3 separate regions of the Oryctolagus cuniculus genome follow, and regions 1 and 3 are each linked to region 2. Evidence: chromatin contacts called from public Hi-C and Micro-C data. All regions are on one chromosome and are shown on one strand. Each heading gives the region's core, a stretch centred on a gene start, on an enhancer-like site or on the middle of the called end of the contact. The rest is flanking DNA. Distances are from core to core; before and after follow the strand shown. Region 1 has its middle 15 kb from the start of APOD. Region 2 holds the start of LOC100338504 (large ribosomal subunit protein eL32). Region 3 overlaps LOC138849312 (a long non-coding RNA gene).

Region 1 (3,291 bases), core at 139-2,638, 69 kb before region 2:
CACCCAGGCCCTTGCTTCTTCCCTCTCCAGCTGGCTCAGGGCTGTCACCCACACCCCAGGGCTGGTTCTGGTCTGACCACTCAGACTCATCACGAACGGCTGCTTTTCCCCTGGGCTCCCAGGGCTTCTAGTCTCACCTGATCAGCACCGCCCCCAACACACACACTGGTACACATACATACTGGTACACATGCATATACACGCACACAGACACACATACAGGCATATATACTTGTACACAGTCATGAACACGTACACAGGCACACACACACACAGGCACACATGCACACACACCCCTGTTCTACAATTTGATAGAAGAATCCATCATGGGCCTTTACAGCCCCCACCAAGTGGTTATTTTGTGCTGGGGTTACAGACCTCCCTGTTCACGTGTCCACTCCATCGAGGATGGACAAGCTCCTGGGAGTCAACCATGAGAACACACACGAGAAATCTGGGGTCAGAACAGCTCGACGAGGACAGGATGCACTTGGAGTGAGGATTGCCCTCTTCGGCCTGTGGCTGGGTTACTGCAGTTCATTGGCAAAGTTGTTTGGAATTTGCAAAGCCTCCAGAGCCAGCCTCGGGGAGTTTGTGCCTCTTGGCTCCCTCACAGCTGCTTTGTTACCGTCAGTTTAATAATCACACTCTGGGTTGCTCAACCACTGGCCATCCCAGCAGACCCACCAAGAGCAGACCAGGGAGCCCAGGATTTGCATTTCAGTTCCACATAAACAATTTCACCTGAAGACAACTCAGTGGGCCCTCCTGGTACGGAGGCTGGGAGCGCCTTCCCCACCTGCCCTCCTTCCTCACCCACTCTCTGGCTCTCTCCCTCCTTGCCCATGGTGAGTGCACCGCTGGAAAGGACACGGGGACCCAGGGAGTCTTGGGCTTCCCAGGAGCCACAGCCCTGGAGAGCTTTGGGAGCTGGAGCACAGCTGGTGGGCTTCAGACACCAGGGCACTGGCAGAGTGGGGCAGGCGGCAGGGTTTGATGGTCGCCGGCTGTCTGAGCCTCCCCTAGCCTCCCTTCTGCCTCCCCTGCCCTGCCTGTGTCCTGGCTCCTCCAGACCAGGTAGCACATGCTCAGGACTTTCAAGGGCCAGAAAGAGGATGCAGCTGGGACCTAGCAGAAGGGGCCATCCTCCACTGCACTCCCTGGCCACAGCAGAGAGCTGGCCTGGAAGAGGGGCAACCGGGACAGAATCCAGTGCCCCGACCGGGACTAGAACCCGGTGTGCCGGCGCCGCAAGGTGGAGGATTAGCCTAGTGATCTGCGGCGCCGGCTGTGGTCGGTGAATTTGAGCTGAGAGCAGTTAGGCTGTGTCCCCCACGTGGGGACGCTCACCACCTGCCTTGACGCGGTCTCTTCAGCAGTCCCCCTACAGGGCTGCCAAAGTGGATCTGGGGGCCAGTGCTGTGGCGTAGTGGGTGAAGCCTCTTCCTGTGAGGCCAACGTTCCATCTGGGTGCCGGTTCAAGCCCCAGATGCTCCACTTCTGATCTACCTCCCTGCTAATGGCCTGGGAAAAACCCAGAAGATGGCCCAAAATGCTTGGGCCCCTGCCACCCACATAGGAGACGCAGATGAAGCTCCTGGCTCCCGGCTTTGACCTTGCTCAGCCTTACCTGTTATGTCCATCTGGGGAGTGAACCAGTGAACCAGCAGATGGAAGATCAATCTCCCTCCCTCTCTGCCTTTCTCTTTGTCTCTCCCTTTCTGTAACTCTGACTTTCAAATAAATACACAAATCTTTTTTTTAAATGTAGAGTAAATCTGGGGTGTGCCCTGCACTCTTCAGCTTCCAAATCTACAGTCCCATGGGTGTCTCTGCAGGATGTTCTTTTGTGGGCACTTATCCCTGTGGCTTCTACACCCACGCTGTCCTGGACCAGGGATGTGCATCCGCCCAGCTGCCATAGATGCTGTGGGAGACCTGGCACAGGACCTGGGTTGGGCTGACCCTGCCACTCCCTCCGCTCACAGGGACAGTGCCGCCTTTGTACCATTGTTTTGGTTTTGTTTTTGGTTTTTGAACATTTCCTTCCCCCATCATGCATTCAGTTCTTTGGGGCCTCAGATGAAGGCAGCCCACCCAAGAATTCTGCAACAGAACCTGCGATTGTTCCCTCAGCAGGCCACACACATCTTTGCAAACAAACTCTGCTATGGTGGAGGGCCCTGGAAAAGCTGTCACTTCCCCTGGTTGGAGGCCTCAGCCTCTGGGGAATTCCATGGCCCTGATCCCGGTTCCTGGAAGGAGCAGAGTGCAGGATGGGTAAAGGGGGTCAGTAACTTGCATCTGCAGGAGTCAGGGTGAATCTGCCTGGAAGTGAAGTTCTCAACCTGGATTGGTTACTATGGCAACATAAAGACCATCCCAGACCAAAACAGGCAAAGTTCATGTTCATTTCCAAGGGCTACAGTGGGAACATCCCGCATGCCCAGGAGCTTTCCCCAGATGAGCCCCTCCGTGTCCCTCACAAGAGAATGACAAGTTCCTATGCATGGTTGAAACTTCCCTCACTGGAAGCAGATTTGCTGAGCCAATTTTTTTTCAATCCTTTGCTTTTTAAACATTGACTTTGTTTGTTTTCCTAAATTTTTGTTATTTCTAGCTTCATCAAAGCAGCCCAGTTCAAAAAAACAGAATGTACCAGAGAAACAGACATTTGATCATTAAGGGGAAAATGTTAAGTCATGTGTAATCGAAAGCTCAGGACACTGGGATCAGAGGGGCCTCTGGCCTGCTTCAGATCAATAGGCTTTTTGTCCTGGACATGGGGGTCCCTGCCGGGTCCTGGGCACATAGGGCTGGCCTGGGTCTCTGGGATGTTGAAGGTCACTGGCCTTTGTCCTCCCCTTGACTGGAGGTGGGGAATACGTAAGAGACCACTGCAGGCCCTGGACAGGCAGAGCAGAGCTGCCCAAGCCCCTTCAGCGCAGGATGTGGAATTCCTGCAGAGTTTGGTCCCCAGCCATGTCCACCTCTGGCTTGCAAGTCCCTGGGGAATCCTCTGCTCCAGGTGACAGGGGGGTCATTAGCTAGGCTGCAGGCAGGACACTAGAGTGAGCGAGGGAAAGCCAACTCCACAACCAGGAATCTATGTCGTACATCACCTCTTCCTGGCTAGCAAAATGCTTGATCCTTACTGGGTACTCAGATAATATTTGTTCTATTAAGAAGAAGTTGATCCCTGAGGACAGGTCAAAGGTTGTGGCTGGGCGTGGGAGAGACAGATGGGAATCGAAGGGGACTCTCCGTAGGGCTCAGATCATTGACTCAATA
Region 2 (3,515 bases), core at 728-3,227:
GGGCCGCTCTCTCCACAATGGCTTTGCGGTTCTTGGAGGAGACGTTGTGAGCAATCTCTGCACAGTAGGATTTGTTGCACATCAGCAGCACCTCCAGCTCCTTGACGTTGTGGACCAGGAACTTCCGGAAGCCGCTGGGCAGCATGTGCTTGGTCTTATTGTTGCTCCCGTAGCCAATGTTGGGCATCAAGATCTGGCCCTTGAATCTTCTCCGCACCCTGTTGTCAATACCTCTGGGTTTCCGCCAGTTATGCTTAATCTTGACATAGCAGTCCGACTGGTGGCGGATGAACTTCTTGGTCCTCTTTTTGACGATCTTGGGCTTCACCAGGGGTCTGAGGGCGGCCATGGTGCCTGCCCTTAGTACTACGCAGAAAACTCGAAATTTTTTCTGAAATGAAACCCACACCTATACCTGTTAACCAACTCTCTCCATCTTACCTCCAAACATTCTCAAACCACCCCCAGGCTCTGGTAACCACTGTTGTACTCTCTGCTTCTATGAGATCAGCTTTTTATTGGAAATCAGAGATCTTTGCAAATAAGGAATTATAACTCAGTGCTTTGTCACTTTAGTTATTTATTTGCTATTTGAAAGGCAGAGTTAGAATCTTCCATCTGCTTGTTTATTCCCCAAATGGCTATGAAAGCTTGAACTGGGCATGGCCAAAGCCAGGATTCTAGAACTCTATCAAGATCTTCCCTTGCTTTCCCAGATACATTATTAGGGAGCTGAATCAGAAGTGGAGCAGCCGGGACCCATATGGGATGCTGGTGTCACAGGCAACAGCTTAACCCTCTCCACCACAATACAAGCCCCACTTGTCACTACTTAAAAATTATATAAGTCTGCTATGTACATGAGAGAATGTTTCCTGTTTTTTTATATATATATATATATGAATTTATTTATTTATTTGAAAGTCAGAGTTACACAGAGAGAGAAGAGGCAGAGAGAGAAAGAGAGAGAGAGATGTCTTCCATCTGATGGTTCACTCCCCAGATGGCCGCAATGGCTGTAGCTGGGCTGATCCGGAGCCAGGAGCTTCTTCTGGGTCTCCCACTCAGGTGCAAGACTTGGGCCATCCTCTACTGCTTTCCCAGGCCATAGCTGGATCAGAAGAGGAGCAGCTGGGACTAGAACCAGCGCCCATATGGGATGCCAGTGCTTCAGGCCAGGGCTTAACCCGCTGCACCATGGCACCGACCTCCTGTTTATATATTAAAACTATGATATAGTTCTTGACCTAGAATTAACCACTGTTAATTGTTGTTTAGTATTTTGCATATGTGCTTGTATATGTATGTGTACAGGCTTTGTACATAATATGTATATGGTATTATAACATGCTTTTTTTCCCCCATTCAACTCCTGATGAGGAAATATATTTAAATTCTATCTCAAATATAATTCTTTTTTTTTAAAGATTTATTTATTTTTCACTTGAGAGTCAGAGTTACACAGAGAGAGAGAGAGGAGAGAGGAGAGAGAGAGAGAGAGGTCTTCCTTCTTATGATTCACTCCCAATTGGCTGCAACGGCCAGAACTGCACCGATCCGAAGCCAGGAGCCTCCTCCGGTTCTCCCATGTGGGTGCAGGGGCCCAAGTACCTGGGCCATCCTCCACTGCTATCCCAGGCCATAGCAGAGAGCTGGATTGCAAGTGGAGCAGCCGGGACTAGAACTGGCATCCGTGTGGGATGCTGACGCCCCAGGCCAGGGCGTTAACAACTCTTACTCCTGTCTTCTCTTGAGATACACTTGAACAATTTAAAGCAGCAGTTAGCAAACTTTTCTGTAAAGCACCAGGTAGTAATATTTTAGATTTTGTTGTCTGCAGTGTTTTTGCAAACTACTTAACTCTGCCATTGAGCACAAAAACAGCATTAAACATGATGAAAACAAACATGACTTTCCCAGTAAAACTTAGTCTCTTGAGCTGAGACTTTCTGAGCTTGTTTTTTTGGTATCTTACAGAAAAAAAGCGACAATTTGAAATGAAAAGGAAGCTTCACTACAATGAAGGACTAAATATTAAATTAGCTAGACAGTTAATTTCGAAAGACCTACATGATGATGAGGAAGATGAAGAAATGTCAGAGACTGCAGATGGAGAAAGCATGAATACAGAAGAATCAAATCAAGGTTTGATGTTTTGAAAGTATCACTGAGACTTTTGATCCTCTCCGTCTTAGATATAATTTGATTTAAAATTGCAGGAGAAAACTCATATTTTATTGTGATGCTGAATGTTTCTAAAATTTCAACTCCTGTGGCAAATTTCAAAAAAGTTTTTAAAGAGTATTTGTTAACTTAAGACCATATGTTATAGTATGTGGCTTTGTTTTATGATCTACTTGGCTTTGGACAAGGATATCTGTCATCTTTAAATTGTAGTTTGTTTTAAATGTTTTCAGGTCATATTTTGTCATAATGAGCTAATGAAAACTTAAAATTTTTAAAAGAAACATGATGGAGTTTTTGTTTTCATTTTTTATTTATGTAAGAGACAGAAAGCTCCCATCCACAGATTTATTCCACAAATGCCCACAAGGGCCAAGACTGTGCCAGGCCAAAGCCAGGCATTCCTTCCAAGTCTCCAATATGGGTGGCAGGAACCCAGTTAATTGAACCATCATCATTGCCTCCCAGGGTCTATGTTAGTGGGGAATAAGGAGGCCGAGTGGTGAATCAAACCCAGGCACTCTGATATGGGATGCAGATGTCTTTGCTACATTGGTGTCCATCCCAGCAACAGATATTTAATGTGAAAGATTTCTTTTACATCCCTTTAGTTGGAGAGCATGTCATATCTTTCCAATGTTAATTCTCTTGGCTGTTGGATTGGCAGTCTATGTGATTTTTTTTAAGTCTTTTGAAAACCAGCCCTTTGTAGCGACTCTTTCCCAGTCATAGGAAGTAGATTTTACTTATTTACTATTCTGAAGGTGAATCTTCTTTACCACTAATGACTTTTTAAGCTTATTACCTACTCTTCATATTTAAACACTGATGCTTTTCGTTGGTGGTGCAACTTACTTTATTTATGACGCTGAGAATGGTTAAGTCTTAGGAAAGTAAACTATCATGTTATTGTCCTGGTGAGCATAGTATGAAATATGAGTAATTCTGTGATACAAACTGGTGAGTCACTGACTCATAATAGTGTCAGATTATAATATTTTTGGTTATTCATGTTAAGTAGTAGTTATTACATGTCTGTCTGCCTTTTAAAAATATATAATCCATTTTTAGATGACCTATATCTCCCATATAACTGCCTTGGAGTCTTTGTTTTCTATTTTACCCGTGTCCTTATGGTTTCTTTTGGTGTATTCAAGTGAATAGTTTCAACTTTTCATCAATTTCTATTCAGACTTCCGACATTAACTCTTAGTGACAATGGTAAGACTATGAATACCCCTCTTGCTGCTGGAAATTTACACCTGCACCAGTGCTTTCCTGTCCAGTCCTGTCCTGTCCTGTCCTTTCTTTTCAATTTCTTTTTTAAAAAA
Region 3 (3,138 bases), core at 67-2,566, 89 kb before region 2:
TGACTAGGATCCAGCCAAGGCAAGGCCTGTGCCGGTTTTGCTTCTGGGAAGCTGTGTCCCTTCTGGACCTCGGCTCCCTCATCAATAGGGCTAAGATCTAGACAGGATAATACGAATGAAAGGGTGAACGTCTTGACTCTCAGAGTTCACCTGGCACCTGCACACACACTATTTCAGTGGGTCCCTGTGGAATCACTTTTATTCCCTCCACCGTTTTCACTGATGATGAGAAACGCACATTTTTGAAAACCAATGTGAAACCTGGCCGCATAGAAACTTCTGTCGACATCCCTTGTGTTGTTTAGTGTCTCTTATACAGCAATTTAGAATTCCTCCTAACAGTGGCTGGTAAACACGTCCCTCCAGAAGACAGAACATGTGCCATGTGACAAGACAGAGTCAACTCCTACCCCTTCACGCTTTTTTTTTTTTTTTGGTCTGGATGCCAGGAAGCGTGGAACTAATCATGACAAGATTGTGGTAATCAATAAATCTCAAATTCCTGGTACCATTACCTCCCACACCCCTAAATCCTCAGGCTTGAGCACTTGCTAACGGAGGCCATCCGAACTGGGTGATTGTGTAATTTGCCACACAAATGAGGCCCCCTTCACAGTGCAAGAGAACATTGTTATTAACACATTAGGGTGACAGATGCAAACCAGGACGATCTCAAGCAAACTTGGGTGGATGGGCACAAAAGTCACATTCAAACAGCACACAATGGGACCTTGGCAAAAGTCATATTCAAATAGCACTTGGTAGAACCTTGTTGGTGCCACACTGGGTCTCATTAAACTTGGGAGAGTCACACAGAGCTGGAGATAGATAATAGTTCATAGGACGTGGCAACAAAAGTGCTTCTGAGTGTACCTGCTGACCAGGAGGGGACAGTGTGCATCTCCCACCAGGCAGTCCCGGGTCACTTTACTTCCCGATGTCTCTGCCTCCTCAGCACTGTGGGCGTCCTGTCCTGTGGCCAATCACTGCAGCTCAAAATTCCTTCTAGGAGCCGCTTAAGCAAGGCAAGCTGCTTGGAAGGAAAAGGCCTGGGGACGTCATTGAGTGGCACTTTGCCGGACGCTGGGACAAAGGTGATTTCCATCTCAAAGAATGGGGTGGACAAAGATGGTGGGGCCCCCAAAAGTCACAGCCGCCACGCAGTGCCTTCCTGGTGTTGGAAGGCTCAGGCACTGCCTGGGACAGGACTGACCTCCCTGCACCGGTCTCTGCCTGTCACTGCTGGGCAGGACAGTTCCCACAGGAGGAAGCCGCTGCTCCTCTTCCAGAAACAGCGCTAGAGGTCGCCCTTCTCCAACATCAGACCGGGTGCCACAGAAGGCACGGCGGGAGGTTGGCTCCGGGCCGCCAAGCCGCGGGTGGGAAGGCGCTGCACTGGCGCAGAGGCTGAGTGCATCAGGCTCCCAGGGGAGGCAGCGCCCAGGAGAGGCAGCGCCGGGCTGAACGCAGGCGGGACGCCCTTCTTCCTATGAGGGCGCTCCAAAAGTTTATGGAAAATGGAGTCAAAAGGCAAGCTTGTTTTGCTGCAAACATTTTTAAATCCATGAATAATTTTTTCATAATATACATTTTCTATGAACTTTTTAAGTTTTAATAAGAAGGGAGACAGATCTTCCATGTGCTGGTTCACAGGAAAATGCCCCCCAAGAGCCGGGGCTGGGCCAGGCTGAAGCCAGGAGCCTGGAACTCCCATCTGAGCCTCCCATGCAGGTGGCAGGTACCCTATTACTTGAGCCATCACCTGCTGCCTGTCAGGGTGCACATGAGCAGGAAGCTGGAATTGGAAATAGAGACTGGGCATGAACCCAAGCCCTCCAATATGGGATGCAGGCAGCCCAAGCAGCATCTTTTTTTTATTATTTTTTATTTATGTATGTATGTATTTATTTATTTATTTGAAAGGCAGAGTTACAGAGCTGTATGCTGGAAGCTAGGAGCCAGGAGCTTCTTCCAGGTCTCTCACACGGGTGCAGGGGCCCAAGGATTTGGGCCGTTTCCCACTGTTTTCCCAGGCCATAGCAGAGAGCTAGATCAGAAGTGGTGCAGCCGGCACCATGTGGGATGCCGGCGCTGCAGGCGGCAGCTTTACCCTCTAAGCCACAGCGCCAGACTCAAGAGTACACCTTTGTGACTTTGGCTTTTCAGGGATGGCCTCGGGCCACGGGAGGGTCAATATTGCACCCCTCACCCCCAATCCCACCTGGTGCCTGGCTGCTCAGACCCCTGTCTCACTGTGTGCAGCCTCCCTTGCTGCCATCCCCAGCCCTCATCTCTTTCAAAACCTGCCTCAGGGAGCGCACTGCCGGGAGCCATGGGTACCTGGGGAAAGCACCTGCTAGCCCTCTCACAGGTGTGCCGTGATTGCATCCCCTGTACCTCAGAGCAGAACGACCTCTGTCAGAGCAAGGAGCCAGGTGGCGCCAGAGCTTCCCTCCCTGTGACTGACTGGGGGAAAGCAAAACTTTCCCGTCAGTTACATGAGAGGCTAATACTGCTACTGCGCGTCTCACACAGTGGTTACGACAATGACCTGTCTTCCTTGAAAACTCAGTAAGAAGTTCTTTCCCATGGAAGAGGCGGGTGGATGGAGGTATTTTCAGGATAAGAAGTGAGAGTGAGAGTAGGGGGTAACAACACTGGCAGAGGTCTTTGAAAGAAGTTTCTGAGTTGAGGCCAGTGTTGCGGCGCAGGGGCTAAGCTGCCACTTCTAACACCAGCATCCCGTTTCAGAGAGCGGATTTGAGTCCTGACTGTTCCATTTGCAACCCAGCTCCCCGCTAATGCACCTGGGAAGGCAGTGGAAGATGGCCCAAGTGCTTGAGTTTCTCCACTCATGTGGGAGACCCAGATGGTGCACCTGGCTCCTGGCTTTAGCCTCCCCAGCCCCAGCTGTTGTGGCCACTTGGAGAGTGAACCACCAGATGAAAGAACTCTCTCTCTCCTCTCCCTACTCTCACTTTCAAATAAATACCTTTTATAAAAAGATACATTTCACAATTATTACAAAAAAAAGAAATTGCTGTTCATACTTGGTTTTAATTTTTGAAGTGTTTCTACTCTCACATTATTGAATTTTAAAATTCTTCAATAGATGGGTGGGAATTTAGTGGTTAAGAG

The links. A called contact is a pair of places that touch in the nucleus more often than the background predicts.
Region 1: a Hi-C map of embryonic fibroblasts shows a contact between it and region 2, with 1.9 times the contacts expected there. The contact joins the enhancer-like site here to the promoter of LOC100338504 in region 2. A contact is called at or near these places in 3 of 6 Hi-C or Micro-C datasets (embryonic fibroblasts, skin fibroblasts and an unstated tissue).
Region 3: a Micro-C map of ear pinna shows a contact between it and region 2, with 5 times the contacts expected there. The contact joins the enhancer-like site here to the promoter of LOC100338504 in region 2. A contact is called at or near these places in 3 of 6 Hi-C or Micro-C datasets (ear pinna, skin fibroblasts and an unstated tissue).

What each region holds. Positions count from the first base shown.
Region 1 is chr4:84,025,048-84,028,338 of mOryCun1.1, forward strand. No RefSeq gene overlaps it. Among named protein-coding and RNA genes, the nearest start is that of APOD, 15 kb to the right of the region's middle. Within about 2 kb of position 1,389, at least 3 of the 8 cell types and tissues checked have an H3K27ac peak or open chromatin away from gene starts, as enhancers often do.
Region 2 is chr4:84,093,544-84,097,058 of mOryCun1.1, forward strand. LOC100338504 (large ribosomal subunit protein eL32) reads right to left here and starts at 1,978. Exons shown (of 1, transcript XM_051818932.2): 1 at 1-1,978. The coding sequence starts at 349. PPP1R2 (protein phosphatase 1 regulatory inhibitor subunit 2) reads left to right here. Exons shown (of 6, transcript NM_001082744.2): 5 at 1,978-2,145.
Region 3 is chr4:84,004,880-84,008,017 of mOryCun1.1, forward strand. All of the region lies in intron 1 of LOC138849312 (a long non-coding RNA gene), which reads right to left. Among named protein-coding and RNA genes, the nearest start is that of BDH1, 32 kb to the left of the region's middle. Within about 2 kb of position 1,317, at least 4 of the 8 cell types and tissues checked have an H3K27ac peak or open chromatin away from gene starts, as enhancers often do.